Regions from separate parts of the Mus musculus genome. Here region 2 is linked to region 1. Evidence: chromatin contacts called from public Hi-C data. All regions are on one chromosome and are shown on one strand. The core of a region is the stretch at or near the end of the contact, and the rest is flanking DNA. Distances in the headings are between cores, read along the strand shown. Region 1 holds the start of Hcfc2 (host cell factor C2). Region 2 overlaps Rfx4 (regulatory factor X, 4 (influences HLA class II expression)).

The links. A called contact is a pair of places that touch in the nucleus more often than the background predicts.
Region 2: a contact with region 1 is called in a Hi-C map of B cells, with 6 read pairs. The contact joins the enhancer-like site here to the promoter of Hcfc2 in region 1. A contact is called at or near these places in 2 of 39 promoter capture datasets (liver and pre-B cells), 1 of 484 Hi-C or Micro-C datasets (B cells) and 1 of 9 other capture datasets (liver).

What each region holds. Positions count from the first base shown.
Region 1 is chr10:82,697,703-82,701,249 of GRCm38.p6, forward strand. Hcfc2 (host cell factor C2) reads left to right here and starts at 1,412. Exons shown (of 14, transcript NM_001368720.1): 1 at 1,412-1,604; 2 at 3,217-3,365. The coding sequence starts at 1,442.
Region 2 is chr10:84,772,294-84,776,135 of GRCm38.p6, forward strand. All of the region lies in intron 1 of Rfx4 (regulatory factor X, 4 (influences HLA class II expression)), which reads left to right. Among named protein-coding and RNA genes, the nearest start is that of Rfx4, 18 kb to the left of the region's middle. Within about 2 kb of position 2,483, at least 93 of the 459 cell types and tissues checked have an H3K27ac peak or open chromatin away from gene starts, as enhancers often do. A contact at or near this core is called in B cells and pre-B cells, where this site is marked.

The DNA of each region.
Region 1 (3,547 bases), core at 162-2,661:
AGCTCACCCTCCTTCTCTACCCTGTCCAACCTTTCCTTCACGTGTTACCTACATTGGTGTTCTGTTCAGACTTTCTCTCCAACTGTGAGACAATTCTAATGTGTTTATTCTTTTTTAAGATTTTCTTTGATGAGTACAGGTGCGTTGCCAGCAGGTATGTCTATGAACTACAGACCCACCTGGTACCTGTGGTGGCCAGAAGAGGGTGTAGATCCCCCAGAACAGAGGGTTCCAGACCATTGTAAGCAGCTATGTAGGTGCTGGAAATCAAACCCAGTTTTGTTTTTGTTTTTGTTTTTGTTTTTGTTTTTTTGATACAGGGTCTCTCCATTTAGCCCTGGCTGTTTATTCACCATGTAGGCCAGGCTGGCCTCAAACTCTTACTCCTGAGTGCCATTCAACTCTTTCAAGGCACAAGGCTTGTGGCACTTTGATATAGCAGGCCTACAAAATAGACTCTTTCCAAATTAACACTGAGTTTGCAACTTTTAAGGGTTTCCCCCTTAGTCTTTTTGTCTAAGAATATTAACAACACTATAAAAAGAAGCCTCCGCATGAAAATAATGACCTGCTGTGATGGTCGATATTGCTGATTTGATACTATCTAAACTTACTTAGGAGACAAGCCCGTGGGCAGGCCTATGAGGTTATCTAGATCAGATTAATTAAGGTGGGAATAGATGTAAGGTTGAAATAAATTAAGGTAGAAATAAACTGGGATGCCATCCTGGACTAAATAATAAGGCAGCCCGGTTCCAGCATCCGTGGCTCTCTGCAGATGAAATTCCACCAGCCACTTCCAGCCAAGCCTCTTCATTATGATGGGCTTCTCAGTGAGGGGAAACAAACCCTTCTGTCCTTCAAAGGTTTTTGTCAGGGGATTTTTTCACAGCAACAAGACAACTAATACACCTAAATGAACCGAAAATCACCTTTGGGGTTATCTTTTGCTGTGTAGGCTTGTCACCTCCAAATCTGAGCCGTGCTCAGGCCCTGCACTTAGCCACCGTGTCCACTGTCCTTGTCCTGCAGTCTGGGAGACCCTCCTTTGAGATGACAGATTTGCCTTAGGCGCTCCCTGTGCTCTCATCACTTGGGACCTACACGGCAGGCAGCTCTTCTCCAGTGCCTGTGATAACAGTTTCCAGGGCGTGACGCTCCTACACAGAAGATGCTCCAAGTGGACCTAAAGGACAAAGCTGTAACCTCCTCCCCGAACACCCCACTGAAAGCCACAGAGAGGAGGGTTGGCAGGGTTGGCGGGAGGGGCTCCATCTTGGCGGAGCCCCGAGGGCCACGTCGCCACGGGCTGGGGGGGCGGGGCCCGCGGGTCACGTGCCGGGCCTCCCGCGCACAGCTGGAGGCGGCGCTCGTCCTCCCCACGAGCCGTGGAGCCCGTGGCGCGCGGGGCATTGTGGGCCGAGGGGCGGGGGTTGGGAAGATGGCGGCTCCCAGCCTCCTCAACTGGAGGCGGGTTTCCTCCTTTACCGGACCGGTGCCTCGCGCCCGGCACGGACACCGAGCCGTGGCCATCCGGGAGCTGATGATCATCTTCGGCGGGGGCAACGAGGGCATCGCGGACGAGCTGCACGTCTACAATACCGGTAGGCGGCGGCTCGGCGACCCCGCCTCGGGACCGCGGAGGGGGAGGGGAGGAGCGGCGGACGCGGGCCTGACAGCTGTCACCGCCGGGTCGCCGCTACCCCAGCCGGGCAGGCGGCGGGGGAAGATCGGCTGGGTCGGCAGCCCGAGCTCGCAACGTGTTGGAAGGCGGCTCGGTGCTCGCGGTTCCGCGGGCTGGACGTGACTCCACCGGTAGACATCGAGACACCCCGGCCCATCCCTCCCCGTGGACCCGAGACGGCGGGTTCCACGGCTGGGCCTCCACCCTAGGGCCGGTCACTTAAGGGGTGGAGATCCCGCCAGTGTCAAGAACAAAACCCACCCCAAGGCGGGCCTCGGTGGTCTTTGCCTTCCCCCAGCCCCCTTCTTAGAACCTAGAGAGTTGAGGGGCGGGGAGGTTCTCCTGGCTGCCTCTTCAGCGTAGGTACAGTTAGTACCGGGCGGAAGCCCGCAAGACAGTTCTCTAAACTCGCGGCGGAGAGAGTTGTGGGTGAACGCGGACTGGTCTCTGATTAGCCGATGTCTGTAGTGTATGTGCTCTGCCCTTCCGGGCTGGTCCTCGCCAAGGGGCTGTCATAGCTAAGGCACCGCTGCACAGCTCGAAGTGTCACTTGTTAAGGGGGCAGGTCTTGACCTCCGTGCTGGTTGAAAGTATATTTTCTCCACTTACAAGTAGTCTAGCAATCATAGGAAACTAGTTAAGGCTAGATACTGAATTTGGTGTCGTTTTAGTTCACAACCTACAACTTTGATGAAACAACTTGATCACAGTAGTCCTCTAAAAGCTAAAAACGGTAGGAGAAATTTTGTTAGTTTTGACTCTCCTCAGTACTCCAACAGAAAAAGTTTTGAAGATGTTTGATTTGGTATAGTGTAAATACCCTGGGCTTAGAAGAAATTGGGTCTGTTTTGAATCTTGCTTTGGCAATTGTTCTAAATCAGCATTAAAGTTACCACGTCTTTCTAAATCACAGGTTTTCCACTTCTTTAATGGGGGGTGACACCAGGATTTTTTTTTAAGAGTACAATGATGCAGAACAGGTTTTCTTTTCCTTTTTCAATACAGGTTTCTCTGTGTAGCCCTGGCTGTCCTAAGACTAGCTCTGTAGTCCAGACGGGCCTCGAACTCACAGAGATCAATGAGCCCCTCGGCCTCCCAAGTGCTTTACTCGGACTAAAGGCATGTGCCACCAGTGCCTGCCCCAGATCTGGGTTTTCAACAGCAGCATTATTACATTTTGGGACTGGTGATTTTTGGCTGTGGCTACTACCTTGTATGTTGTAAGATGCGTGCTGGCATCCTCAGGCTCGAGCCATGGGTTGGTAGTTACACCTCCATCCCAGTTGTGACAACTATATATGATTTTAGACATTGTAAAATCAGTATTCTTGGGGGAGCAAAATAGTCCCCAATTGAGAACTGTTGGAATAAAGGATGGATATGCATGCATGAATGTATGTATGTATGTATTATTATGTAAGTATATATACACATATTCTTTGATTATATGTATAGATCCTTTGACTAATATATTTATCACTCATGGAGTGTGGTAACTTGTTATAATTTATTTTATTTTATTTTTCAACTAGTTACAAACCAGTGGTTCCTACCAGCTGTTAGAGGAGACATCCCTCCAGGCTGTGCAGCCCATGGATTTGTCTGTGATGGGACTAGAATCCTAGTGTTTGGGGGAATGGTTGAATATGGAAGATACAGCAATGAGTTATATGAGTTACAAGTAAGTATATCTTACATTTATTGTTTTCAGTGTGAAGAGCTAATGAAATTGTCATAGTTTTTAAAGGGATGACAAGTATTTTATTAGTACAGTGACAGAAACAGATGCTCTGCATTTTATAGCTTCAAAGAAAATGTTTCCACTTCTACTAACAAGTCAAAATATCTGCTGTCTTGTCATAG
Region 2 (3,842 bases), core at 1,233-3,732, 2.1 Mb after region 1:
TATGACTCCGAAGTCCTCTTGTTTGTCTGTTTGGGTCTGCCACCGCTGTAGGACACAGGTCCTCTGAGCCAGGACCTTCTTGGTCTTGTTCATCACTAGATCTTTAGCCTAGTGCAGAGCAGGCACCCCATCCATATTTGGTGAACATGGGAAGAGAAATAAAGGCAGACAAGGGGGTGGGGCTGTCTTTGTGGTTCAGCCCCTTCCTGGATGGAACCCAGGGGCCCCTGGGCTAGGGCCTGTAGGGTTGCCATGGTAACCACTGACTGACCTGAGGAGCCCTTTGGAGAGGCAGGCCACAGCTGCTGCCTTCTAGGGTCCAGATTCTGTGTATCCCCACCAATGTGGAGTCAGGAAAGAGAGAAGAGGGACTGGGAGAGAATGATCCAGAGCAAAGCATGGCCTGGTGCTGGAGGTTATGGACAGAGATGGCCATGGCAACGCCATTCCACTGGTAATGACCTGGGCTCTGGGGAAGGGAACCTCAACACAAGTCCTCCTTGGCAGCCATCCATGGGGCATATCAACCCTTTCATGTAGCTTTTTTTTTTTTTTTTTTTTTACAGTTGTGGGTTCCTAAAAATAAGCCCTGGCACAGTGTCCTGAAAGATGGCTTAGACAGAGAGCACGAATAACACCTTCTATTAAAAACCTGGTGACACTTCTGTCAGGCAGCCTTTTCTCGGGTGTTGCATAAGACATTCCTGTTGGCATCAGAGCTCTGTTTCATATGATGCTCCCCAGGAAGCCTAGCTGCTTCCGAGCTGCCTGCACAGTTCCCAGGCTGGGGAGCCAGGCCTTTGCAAGCTGCTCCCAAGGCATTCTCACACCCCTGGCCTACCAAGTCTTTGGGCCACAGGTTGGCAAACTCTTCACCTTTTCCCGGAATCCACTTGGCCTTTCTCTACCCCATGCCCTTGTCTCTAACTGCAGCTCTTGTGCCTAACATACCACACTTTCCTTTTCTGTCTGACTGGTGGGGAATCCTTGAAGCATCAGCCAGACTTAGCCAGGCCGAGATGGATCTGTCTTCCTTCCCAAGGCCACAGGCTCTCTTTGGATGCCTTGCTTCCTTGCTGTGTGTCCTGGATCAGGATGCCGGCTTTGGAGTTAGACCTGACTCAACTCAGCCACCAGCCGTCTGAGTTACTCTACCTGGATTTGCCCTGTCTGTCTTAGTTTCTGTCCAGCAAGTCAGAGCTAGTGGGCTGTCTGCCTTGGTTTCTCTGACGAGAACAGAGGAGGCGTGTAACCCAAGGTAACTGAACTGGCATGAGGTGAACACTCAGTCACTGCTACAGTTCATAGCCCCCACCCCCACGCTGACTCTCTGGCTTCATCTCTCCAGAAAGCTCCTGGGTTCTAAGAGACAGTGCCTTTCCAGTTTCCTATGCCCCATGAGGCCAAATGGGTCCAGCACTTTGCCATTGCTATTTTAGGGCATCTTTGGAGAACCCTGGCAGGCAGGGATTTAGGAACCTGGGACCCACCCTCACGACCTCATAGCTATGAGTGGTAGCACCGGTACTTGGTACTTGAACTCAGGTGTTCTGACTCTAAATCTCACAGTCCACCAAGACCGAGTCTGCCTTCTCTCCCACCCTGTCCTGCCTGTAACGCCCTCATGACGTCATGTCAGGCATCTTGGACCTTAAAGGGAACATGATGCTGGCTAACTTCTGATTCTTCAAAGGGCTTGCTCTCTCCCCTTCGTCTTTGCCTAAGTTCTTCATCTTCCAAGGCCTTTCTGACGGAGGCTCTCCCTGTCTGTGACTCCAGCAACTGGTGTTTCATTAGTCATCTCTGCCAACTGTTTTCCTAACTATTCATAGCTCTTGGGGACAAGATATTGAATGGAGCAAATAAGGCTGAGGAAACTAAATTCTAGAAAACAAATCTGTAGGTCTTGAGATCCTAGGCCCCAGGGCTCTAGAGGAAAGGCTTCTGTTAGAATTATAAGAAAGGCACATGGCAGTAATTGTAAAATGAATACATAGACAGCTCCATCTCAGGTCCCCAAGAACGTGTCCCCAAGCTTTCACGAGGCTTTGGCTTTTAAGATTCATTTTAATCAGTGCCCTACCTTCCACCCCTCAAGTTATGAATGCATTTGTCAAGCAGAATTCTAAGCTCCAGGTGCCTGGGCCATGGTGTCTCCTGGATGGGGCAACTTCCTATTTCTTCCACCACCTCCTAGGAAATCAGTCCTCTGTATGGTTCTGCTCAGTTTCATCCTATGAAATGGAGAAAAGTTGTGGAAATCAGGGTTTCTCAGTCTTTGAACCAAAGTGAAGAGGCATGAAGGGCTGCCTGTAAGTAAAGCTGGTTAAGGTCCTGAGGAGTAAGACTCATGGGCAGGCAGAGTCTCATCCTGCTTCGGGCGGCTGGGAGCCCAGCTTGTGGTACGGCCCAGGAGGCTGAGCTCGCAGTCATCCTCATATCCTTTGCGACATTTGCCACAAGCTTGACTTTCACTACAGGAAGTCATCACGTGTGAGTGGTGAGCTCCTTCTGCACTGGAAGAGTGCCAGTGTGGCCGCGCTGGTCACAGCTGGCCGCGCTTTGTGACTTCCACTTCAAGTTCCCATATCTATAAATAGAGCTATCAAGTCATGGCGAGAACACTGTTTTGAGGTTTAATTTAGACCAATATGTGACAATGCGTTCTTGGGGGATACTTGCCACATGGTAGGAACTTCTTATTGATGGAGTAGTGGAGAGCTGGCGGGAGAACATATTTGATATGGTTTATTTAGTGTGTGCAACATCTCTGGGGCCAGGCATAGCAGACAGCTGGGTTCAAGATGGAAAATGGGAGTTGGGAATGGTGGCACATTCCTGAAATCCAGCGTATAGGAGGCAGAAGAATTGAAATGTAGAGGTCAGCCTGGGCTACAGCCTGAGACCTTGTCCAAAACAAACAAGCAAAGAGATGGGGAGGAGGCTGGAGAGGTGAGCAGTTAAGAGCGCTAATTGCTCTTCCAGAAAACCTAGGTTTGGTTCCTGACACACGCATGGTGGTTCACAGCCATCAGTAACTCCACGTTCATGGGATCTGACCCCAGAGGGCAACAGACAATGTACATACATGAACACATGTGCAGGCAAAGAGGTCATTCATGTCAAATAAATCTATAGGCTCCTACCCTCAAGAGTTCAGGAGATAGCATCTCTCTAGTACAGCTTCTTACATCAAAAAGGTGTGTGTGGGGGGGGTGGAGGGGGGTGTGTACATGCATACACACACACACATACACACAAAAGCACAACATTTTGCTTATCCTAAGTTGAGAAAAAGTCTTTGATGTGCTGTGCTTTTCCTAGCCTTGAAGATGAGGAAGATTAGAGAATCCTACAGCTGTGTGGACAGGTGTGCAGCTGTGGGGCCAGGTCTGCAGCTGTGGGGCCAGGTCTACTTATAAGTCACACGTTCTTTGAAATCTCATGGCAGTAATGTAGCATGTATTGAGGTGAGACTGGGCGCCGTGTGCTTGGTTCTAGTGGAGGGTCAAAAGAAAGGCCCAAATAAACTCCACTCCTGAGGTGTTTGAGCTGCCAGCTGAAGAGCCCGCCACACGTGCCAAAGGCTGACAAAGAAACAGGCAAGAGTATTTAGCAAAAATTATAATGTGTAGGTAGAGTTTTATTGAAAGTTCTGACACAAATCAGGTTTTGCTTGAGGTCGCAGCGCTGACACTGTCTGGGAGCCGTGTGGGAGGCAGGAGAAGGAGGCTCAGCTCCCACGTGGAGAATTGAGGTTATGACCTTGGGCTGCTGATCCTGACCTCTACCAGCTGGGTGACTTTGACCAATCATCTACTCTCTATAAGTTTTAGCTTTCT